Linked DNA regions of Pan troglodytes: regions 1 and 3 are each linked to region 2. A link is a contact called in public HiChIP or PLAC-seq data. All regions are on one chromosome and are shown on one strand. The core of a region is the stretch at or near the end of the contact, and the rest is flanking DNA. Distances in the headings are between cores, read along the strand shown. Region 1 holds the start of GTF2A1 (general transcription factor IIA subunit 1). Region 2 holds the start of STON2 (stonin 2). Region 3 overlaps STON2 (stonin 2).

Region 1 (2,744 bases), core at 110-2,609, 220 kb after region 2:
ATTCTGTGAAGAGCAAACCTCGTAGCTTCTCTTCCCTGTCCTGTCTGCAGTGGTTTTAACTTTAACTGATGGCGAAACTACTCAACCATTTAGTCAAGAATACCAATAGTAGGGAGGAAAACTAGGTGGAAGGTGAGGGATTCCATGTGCAAAGCGTTTGGGAGTATGTAATAGGGAGGTAACAAGAAGTCCTCTCAATATGTAGTAAAACTTAACAGGAATGGTATTGTTTAGTGTAAATTTTCGGGCTGTCACCTGAATATTAAATGAATTACAAATGTTGATAGAATCATAACTTTATATAATATACCAAGAACACTGATTTCCTGTGATTTTTTTCTTTAAGTGTCCCAGACCATGCAGCTGTGCAGGAAACTGGGAAGCAACTGTTAACAGGGGAATGGACTTGGCGTGAAAAGAAATGTCAAGGTTCATAGATATCCTCTACACCCATTCACAATCTCCCATTTTCTGAGTATTCAAGGCCTCTGGTTTCTCTAATCCCTTTCTTCAAGTCTTGGCAGGATGCATTTTTTTTCCTCTTTGGTAAGACGCCTTTGATATTCTTCAAATCTGGTTTCACCAGCACAGAACTTTGACATTTCGTTTTGCTTTGTCTCTGGAAGACAAACTCCCTCACTCATCCACGCGACATTTCAAGTCCCTCAAAATTCCCAGGGACAAGAAAATTAGGTACTATGAATTCTGCCTTCCAAACAGCATTCTCTGTTCTGCTTGCAAGGTCGATATAAAGGCAGGATTTGCTTGGGCAGAACAAGTCAAAAGCTTATTGAATTGCACTTATTGAATTGAACATGGAACACAGCCGGCTTGCTCTCTTATAGCGAGAGGCCATGCGAGTTGGTGGGTCAAGGGCATGCATTTCAAAGTGATCAGTCACTATACGTTGGCCACATGGAGTCGCAGTATTTTGGCAATATTTTTTAAAACCAGGGAAAGTTACTGTGCTGTTACAATCCAAAGGCTGGTGGGGTTTTCTTCCGGCCCGCATTTCCACTAGCGTGATAAATTATTTAAAGTACGTGGCCTAGTAGAGGACTAACCTCTGGGTAACATAAGCCTAGTCTTCGCAGCGTACCCAGTGTGGAAACAAACCAATCAGAGGTTACTAATTCTGGAATGTTAAAAGTAGGCCCCGATCGGCTTTTACTCCCTTTGGGAAATCCTACACAATTCTGCGCGCGAAAGACCCACCCTCGGTGAGGCGGTGAGGCGGTGAGGCGCGAACGCCGCGAAGCTCACAGTCAAAGCCTCGCTGACAAATCAAGAGATGACTCCGCATTTAAAACCTTCCCGAATAGGAACGCGCCAGAGGCCGGAAGCCACGCCACGTGACCAGTCCTCCTCCGCGGCCATTCCTAGCGAGGCAGTAGGCACCGCCTCTGTCACATTTCCTAGCTCCTAAAGCGCGGGACCAGGCGGAAACGTGCGACAGGAGGCGGTCCCACCTAACTTTGGACTGGAGTGTCAGTAGAACTCCCGTCTTTTCCAGCAACGCTTTGCAAGTTCTTCACCGCAAAGAACTGCCGCAGACTTCCGCCTGGGTGCCAACCACGTGATCACGCGAGCGTTGGAGAGGCGTAGGTCCGATTTCACTACTTCACTCCCCGGGCTCCGCCAGTCCAGCACCCGCCACGGCGCGTGACAACGCGGCTCGCCGGCGGCCTCCGCCCCGGCGCGCCTGCGCACGCGGCTCTCGCGGTGTCTCGCGCTCAGCCCCGCCCACCTCTGCCCCCGCCCTTTCCGCCCTTCCCTCCCCCTTCACCCTGTCTCTCGGCGGCGGCGGCGGTGGCTCGCGCAGCTTGTTGGCTCGCTATATAAAGGAGAGAAGCGGGCGGACCGGACGGCTGGAGCTGCAGCCGGTGGCGGCAGCGGCGGCGCAGGGAGCGGCGGCCGGTGGTGGTTTCCCTCCTTGGCGCGGGGTGGGGAGCGGGCAACGCCCCCCGGACCCCTGAAGGGTCGTGGCTTTTTTTTTTTTTTTTAAGGCGATTCTCGAGGTTTTCAGCTGCGGGAGGAGTGCCCCCCTCCTCCTCCTCTCTCCGCTCTCCCCTACTCCTTCAGGATTGATTTTGTTTAAAATTTTTTCCCCAATCTTGCGGTGATTTGGGTCACCCTCCGGGTGTTACAGTTTTTTTTGTTTGTTTGTTTTGTTTTTATCTTGTTTTCTTGAGGTTGCCCCCTCTTGTTTGTGTTGTGTGTGGAAATGGCGAACTCGGCAAATACAAACACCGTGGTAAGGACGTGGTTCGGTGGCCGGCGGGGGCTTCGTTCAGGCTGCAGCAACGGCCGGACCGGGCGGGGGCGGGGACGGCGGCGACTCCCGGCCTCGACTCTTCAGCCGCCCGCGCGGCCGCCGCCGCCGCCGCTTCCCGCCTCGGGCGGATCGGGCCGGAGCGCCGGGCGGCGGGCGCGGGGGGGCGCCGAGGGCTCGCGGCGCGGGGAGGGCGGGGGCGCCGGCGGGGCCTGGGGCCGCCGCGGGCCGGGCCGGGCCGCGGAGGCGGTTGGGCCCGGTCGGACGCGCAGCCCCGGCCCCAGAACCCGGCCGCCGGGAGGGAGGGCGGGAGGGGAGCCGCCGCTTCCCCCCGAGGGGCCCGTCCGCGCTGGCTTGACGAGGGTTCCCCGAGTGGCTACAGAACAAAAACCGTGTCTGGGGAATCGGGCGAACCCCCGAGACCCATCGTGATCCACTTTAATGCAGTGGAAGATTAATGGTTACTTTGGGG
Region 2 (2,700 bases), core at 141-2,640:
CCAGCCTGGGCGACAGAGCGAGACTCCGGCTAAAAAAAAAAAAAAAAAAAAATTGAAGTGAATCAAGTGTTTGTCCATTGATATAAACTGGAGAAAACAGAGGTAATTTCCTCTTGGGGTCTTGGGCTCCTCAAAGTAAATGACTGTAAGCTCACCCTAAGGTAAGGGTCAAGACTGTTCAGAGTGGGTGAAACTGTTAAAGCCTTGAGTCTTTACTTCTCTCCTAAGCCAAATTTCTCACTCAAGGCGTTCTGTCAACATAGGAGAATAAACAAGGGGGAAATGTCTATAGAAAAATGTCTACATACTTGCTTTCAAGGTAGTGCCACCAAGCCAAAGGTCCTACAATGTAAGTTGTGTTACTTACTTCTACTCATTTCCTATCTGGGTGTTTAGAGAGGGTGTTTTATGAGTAGCAGAACAAAGGTCTGGTGGCACCCAGATTTATGGTTTGTTTTTATTCCTTAGAAAGATTCAGGGCAGGTGGGAGAAGAGACGGAGGACAGAACAATTTCAATTCCCTGTACGCCCTCGCTTCTAACCAGTGCCTCTCCTCCACAGTGTGGAGTGACTGCTGGTGTGTCTTTCAATGAAAATCTCTCCAGACTAAAAACTGGTGTCACTTGTCCACATGTTCACGGGGCATATGGATGTTCTTATGACAGCCTCTTTCTGTATTTCTGAATTAATAAATGTAAAGCGTTTGGAATAGTGCCTAGTAAATAATATGCACCATAAAAACGTTAGGGTCATTATCATTATCCAGCCTCATCTCTCTAGCTAGGTATGAACTTCCCTGTAATCGAAGATCTCACCATTTTTATCTTTTTTCCCCCTAAACACCTAGCACGGTGTTTTTAATAATTTGTTGGCGTGATTAAGACCTTAAACAAGTTGCTCTCCCTTTGAGAGCTCAGGTAGGACCACTGAGAGGTTGTGTGTAGAGTCCGATATGAGTCCACAGAACTATTTGGCGCCCGCTGTTTACAAGCCACTGTCCTGAGCCTACGCCCTTTGTAGAGTCAAAAGTATCAATAAATGAACGTACAGGAGTGAGGCTGGTTGAGCAATGATTCCCGCTCCTAGGAGGTCTCAACTACCAGCCCGCAGGCGGAGCGGGTGGGACTCCCACGCGCTCCCCATTCCACGCCATTTCCATGTCGCTCGATCGATGCTTTCCGTGTTGCCTCGTGCCTGGACGGCCGGCCCCACTAGGCGCAGAGGGGAAGGATCCCAGGTTCGGGGTCTGGTTGGGGCCCCGGGAGCCGCGGGAAAGGGAGTCTGCGGCGCGGGACGCTTGGCCAGCAGATCCCGGCGGCGCCCGGCCAGTCCCCCCGCCCCGGCTCCCCGGCTGCCCAATCATGGCGCGGCTCGGGAGCGCGCCGCGGCCAATCAGGAGCGGCGGGAGCGGCGCCGGGCGCAGAGCGAGCCCGAGAGTCTGGAGCCGGCGTCCGCGCTGCGGCCGGGAGGGAGCGTGGCGAGAGCAGCGCGGCCGGGTGGGTATCCCGCGGCCAGAGAAGCCGGTTTTGCCGCGGCGACCTTTCGGCGGACGCCGGGGACCCTGCGGACCGCGGCGCAGGTAACTGCACCCACGCCCCGCAGCAGGAGGCGAGCGCGCCCCCCAAGAGGGGCCCCGCAGGTGGAGCGGGCGGGGGGCGGGGGGCGGGGGGCGGGCCGGCCGCGAGGTCCTAGCGCCGCGGTGCCCCCTGGCGCCCCCGAGCCTGCCTGGTCGAGCCACGCGGAGGCGCGGCGTTTCCACCAGCCGCGGGCGTCCCGGGGTGGGAGAGGACGAGGGGACTCTGCTTAAGGCAGGTGGGGGTGGAGGAGGAATCATGCGACCCCTGGCCCCATACACAGACACTTCTGGCCGACGGGTGTCTTCGAGATTGGGACGCCCAGGATGTCTTCATCGGCCCGAGTGGGGAGGCGACAACAGGTGTCCCTGGGGACGGTGCTTCCCCTACACTCCCCTCGCCTGAAACCCCGGGTTGGCGCCGCGCCCCGTCTTCGGGGTGTCGGGAGGCAGGACCCCAGCTTGGCCTCAGGCGCTCTGCCCGCTGGACAGCGCCCAGAGGCGGCCTGGACGTGGGGCTTGGATGGAGTTTTCTCTGCGCGTTGCCAAGCAATTTGCCTGACACCCGCCTCTCGCTGGGATGAAGAGTTGAAGATGAGAGTGCGTGTGTGCGCGCGCGTGTGCGTGTGTGTGCATTCGTGCGTGTGTGTGCGCGTCCGTGTGTTCTGGTGCAACCCCTACTGGAAGGAGCTGCCTGAGGGCTGTGAGTGAATCATTAACTGTGCTTTTGTGCAGCTCCTGGCCTCTGCCTGCCTCCCCGCCTCTCCCGACGCTCCCCGTTTCCCCCTTGGGCAGGTCCTTCTTACTCTCTGTGCCTCCCTCTCCTGATCTGTAAGGTGGCGATAATGATTGCACCGGTCTGATAGCGTTGTTTTGAGGATTATATGAGCCAATGCCTGAAAAACACCCAGCACAGCGTTAAGCACTCAATAAATACCGGCTCTTATTATTTATTATACGGAGTGGATGGGCTTTTAAAGAGTAAATCAGACGTGTCCAAACTGGCCTAGCAACCATTTGCAGCTCTGAACAGCTTTCTACACTTGAAAGGAAAAAAATGCTATTATTAATGAGACTGATGGTATCTTTAAAGGTAGCATGTCCTTTTGGGGGGCGGTAAAAAACCG
Region 3 (2,700 bases), core at 160-2,659, 160 kb after region 2:
GGGCCTAGAAAAACCATTCCGTGAGTTCAAGCTGGAGATCTGTCATGAGATTTCAGAACCCCGGCTTCAAAACTATGATGAGAATGGCAGAATCCACAGCTTGCGGATAGACCGTGTCACCTATAAAGAGAAGAAGAAATACCAGCCCAAACCTGCTGTGGCCCACACAGCAGAGAGGGAACAGGTGATTAAGCTGGGCACCACCAATTACGATGACTTCCTGAGTTTCATCCATGCAGTTCAGGACCGTCTCATGGATCTGCCAGTGTTGTCAATGGACTTGAGCACAGTTGGCCTCAACTACCTTGAAGAGGAGATTACAGTGGATGTCAGAGATGAATTCTCTGGCATTATGAGCAAAGGAGACAACCAGATTCTCCAGCACCATGTCTTGACACGGATCCACATCCTGAGTTTCCTGTCTGGGCTCGCAGAGTGCCGCCTGGGCCTCAATGACATCCTCGTCAAAGGGAATGAAATAGTTTTGAGGCAGGACATCATGCCCACCACCACCACAAAGTGGATCAAGCTCCATGAGTGCCGTTTCCATGGGTGTGTGGATGAGGATGTTTTCCACAACTCACGGGTCATTCTGTTCAACCCTTTGGATGCGTGCCGGTTTGAGCTAATGCGGTTCAGGACAGTGTTTGCTGAGAAGACCTTGCCTTTCACACTCAGGACGGCCGCAAGTGTCAATGGGGCAGAGGTGGAGGTGCAGAGCTGGCTGAGGATGTCAACTGGCTTCTCCGCCAATCGTGACCCCCTCACTCAGGTTCCCTGTGAGAATGTGATGATCCGTTACCCTGTGCCCAGTGAGTGGGTGAAAAACTTCCGCAGGGAAAGTGTCCTGGGGGAAAAGTCTTTGAAAGCCAAAGTGAACCGGGGGGCAAGTTTTGGCTCCACTAGTGTTTCTGGCTCTGAGCCTGTCATGAGAGTAACTCTGGGAACTGCCAAGTACGAGCATGCCTTCAGCTCCATTGTGTGGAGGATAAACCGACTGCCCGACAAAAACTCAGGTGGGTGGTGGTTCTTCTTCTGTGAAAACAAACATACAGTTGTGAAAAAGCTGAGATCAAAGTTCCACATCCTGTATGAAGTGCTTGTTTTTGCTGTGTGATGGGAGTGGTGATGGAGGGGGAGTGGGACCAGAAAAGTAAAAATAATTGAGCAAGGTAAGTAATGCGTATAGTGACCCAGTTCACTCTGTCTTTTCACCCTCTCATTATCACACATCTTCCGTAAAACTAGGGATTATTCTTCTCAGCTGAGCTGCTAAGCAGCTTTTCAGGGCAGCTTCTGAATTTATATTCTTTGGGGACTCATTAACGTATTAGCTGTGGTGCTGGAAGTGATTCATTTCTAGATGGCTTCTGAAGAGACATCTTTCTCACACTGCCCTCGATGTAGGTAAAAGGGCCAGTTTATGGCCAATCATGGACAATACACTGAGAGGTTAATTTTATGACTCCAGCTACCCTGTGCAGGGTCTGTTAGTCATAATATCTCACATTCAGACTTTGGCTCTGGGACTGGGGGATGGGAAAGAAAAGTGGCCTTCAATCAGACTGAAGATCCAGCTAGGACATGAATTTCTAAAAGGGCCAGAAGTCTAGCAGACAAAATATAAAGAAAATAATGTTTTATTTAGACAAACAAAAAAATGCTTACCAGCCCTAGCTGGGCTGCTCGCAGCTATCAGGGATGCTTTTGTGCTTGAGTGAGTCCAGAAGGCAATTACTTCCCCTGTGGGTCCCGTGAGATTTAGTGAAATGACAAAATGAGGGAGCAGTCAAACCAGCACTAATACACATATTTCTTAGAGTATGTCTGGGTGACCCCAATGGTAGGCAGCAAGCCCATGATCTTGTAAGCCTTTAAACCCCTTCTTTTCTTGTTTAGAATACATTTTGCCCATCTGTTAACAAAAGTGGATACGCTAGCTGAGCAAAAAGGATGAGGTTTGGAAAAACTCTTGATTGAAATGGCTTTCTCTTATGTGGCTATCCTTTCTTAGATTCTCACTATAAATCGTAGCAGTGTGTTAAGAGTCTTCCTCTCCCGCTCTGAGTGTGGAGTGTCTGTATTATTATATCCTAAGTGTAATGCAATGTGACGGCAGACGGCAATATAATCGGGCCAGCTCCCCAGGCAATCCAGGGAGTGGACACACACCAGGGCATTCTGTATCAGACACTGGGTGTAGCTGTGCAAACTGAAGAGACAATTGGACCTCTGTGTTTGAGGCTGGATTTGCTACTCCCTACTTCTAAACTGACAGAATTTTTAAAACCAAGTGTTCCTCTCTGTGCCTGCTTATTCATTTCCCCTGAAATCAGCACTGTCTTCTGCTGGTGGTAGCACTGTAACTTCTGCCTTATCCACGGGGCCCCTCTGAATTGACAGAGGAAGAGAGAAAACCCTGAACTCTCCTTTGACACGGAAGCCCTTGGAAAGAGACAACCATGGAATTACCGGATTTTCAAGCTGGAAGGGACCTTGAATAACTTAGTCAAGTTATTTATAGATGAGAAAATTAAGGTCGGGAAGGTGATGTGACGTATCTAGAGAGTCATGCAGTCACATCCAGGGTCCTTTTCTTAATATATCACTGGTGCCTCCTGGTAGATGAAGCCAAATAGACACAAATATTGAAATAATTTCCACCAGAAGAACAGATATTTGCAGTTTTTCCAGTATGTA

Evidence for each region. HiChIP or PLAC-seq counts read pairs in DNA pulled down with a chosen protein or histone mark.
Region 1: a contact with region 2 is called in an H3K4me3 HiChIP or PLAC-seq map of stem cell-derived excitatory neurons, with 5 times the contacts expected there. The contact joins the promoter of GTF2A1 here to the promoter of STON2 in region 2. A contact is called at or near these places in 1 of 7 Hi-C or Micro-C datasets (stem cell-derived neural progenitor cells) and 1 of 1 datasets of contacts at active chromatin or transcription factors (stem cell-derived excitatory neurons).
Region 3: an H3K4me3 HiChIP or PLAC-seq map of stem cell-derived excitatory neurons shows a contact between it and region 2, with 13 times the contacts expected there. The contact joins the enhancer-like site here to the promoter of STON2 in region 2. A contact is called at or near these places in 5 of 7 Hi-C or Micro-C datasets (blood, induced pluripotent stem cells, a lymphoblastoid cell line and 1 more), 1 of 1 datasets of contacts at active chromatin or transcription factors (stem cell-derived excitatory neurons) and 1 of 1 other capture datasets (stem cell-derived neural stem cells).

What each region holds. Positions count from the first base shown.
Region 1 is chr15:79,196,748-79,199,491 of NHGRI_mPanTro3-v2.0_pri, reverse strand. It overlaps GTF2A1 (general transcription factor IIA subunit 1), which reads left to right and starts at 1,359. Exons shown (of 9, transcript XM_024348825.3): 1 at 1,359-1,601.
Region 2 is chr15:79,412,713-79,415,412 of NHGRI_mPanTro3-v2.0_pri, reverse strand. It overlaps STON2 (stonin 2), which reads left to right and starts at 1,390. Exons shown (of 8, transcript XM_054666199.2): 1 at 1,390-1,579.
Region 3 is chr15:79,252,385-79,255,084 of NHGRI_mPanTro3-v2.0_pri, reverse strand. It overlaps STON2 (stonin 2), which reads left to right. Exons shown (of 8, transcript XM_054666199.2): 6 at 1-1,016. Among named protein-coding and RNA genes, the nearest start is that of GTF2A1, 56 kb to the right of the region's middle. Within about 2 kb of position 1,409, at least 5 of the 24 cell types and tissues checked have an H3K27ac peak or open chromatin away from gene starts, as enhancers often do. A contact at or near this core is called in stem cell-derived excitatory neurons and stem cell-derived neural stem cells, where this site is marked.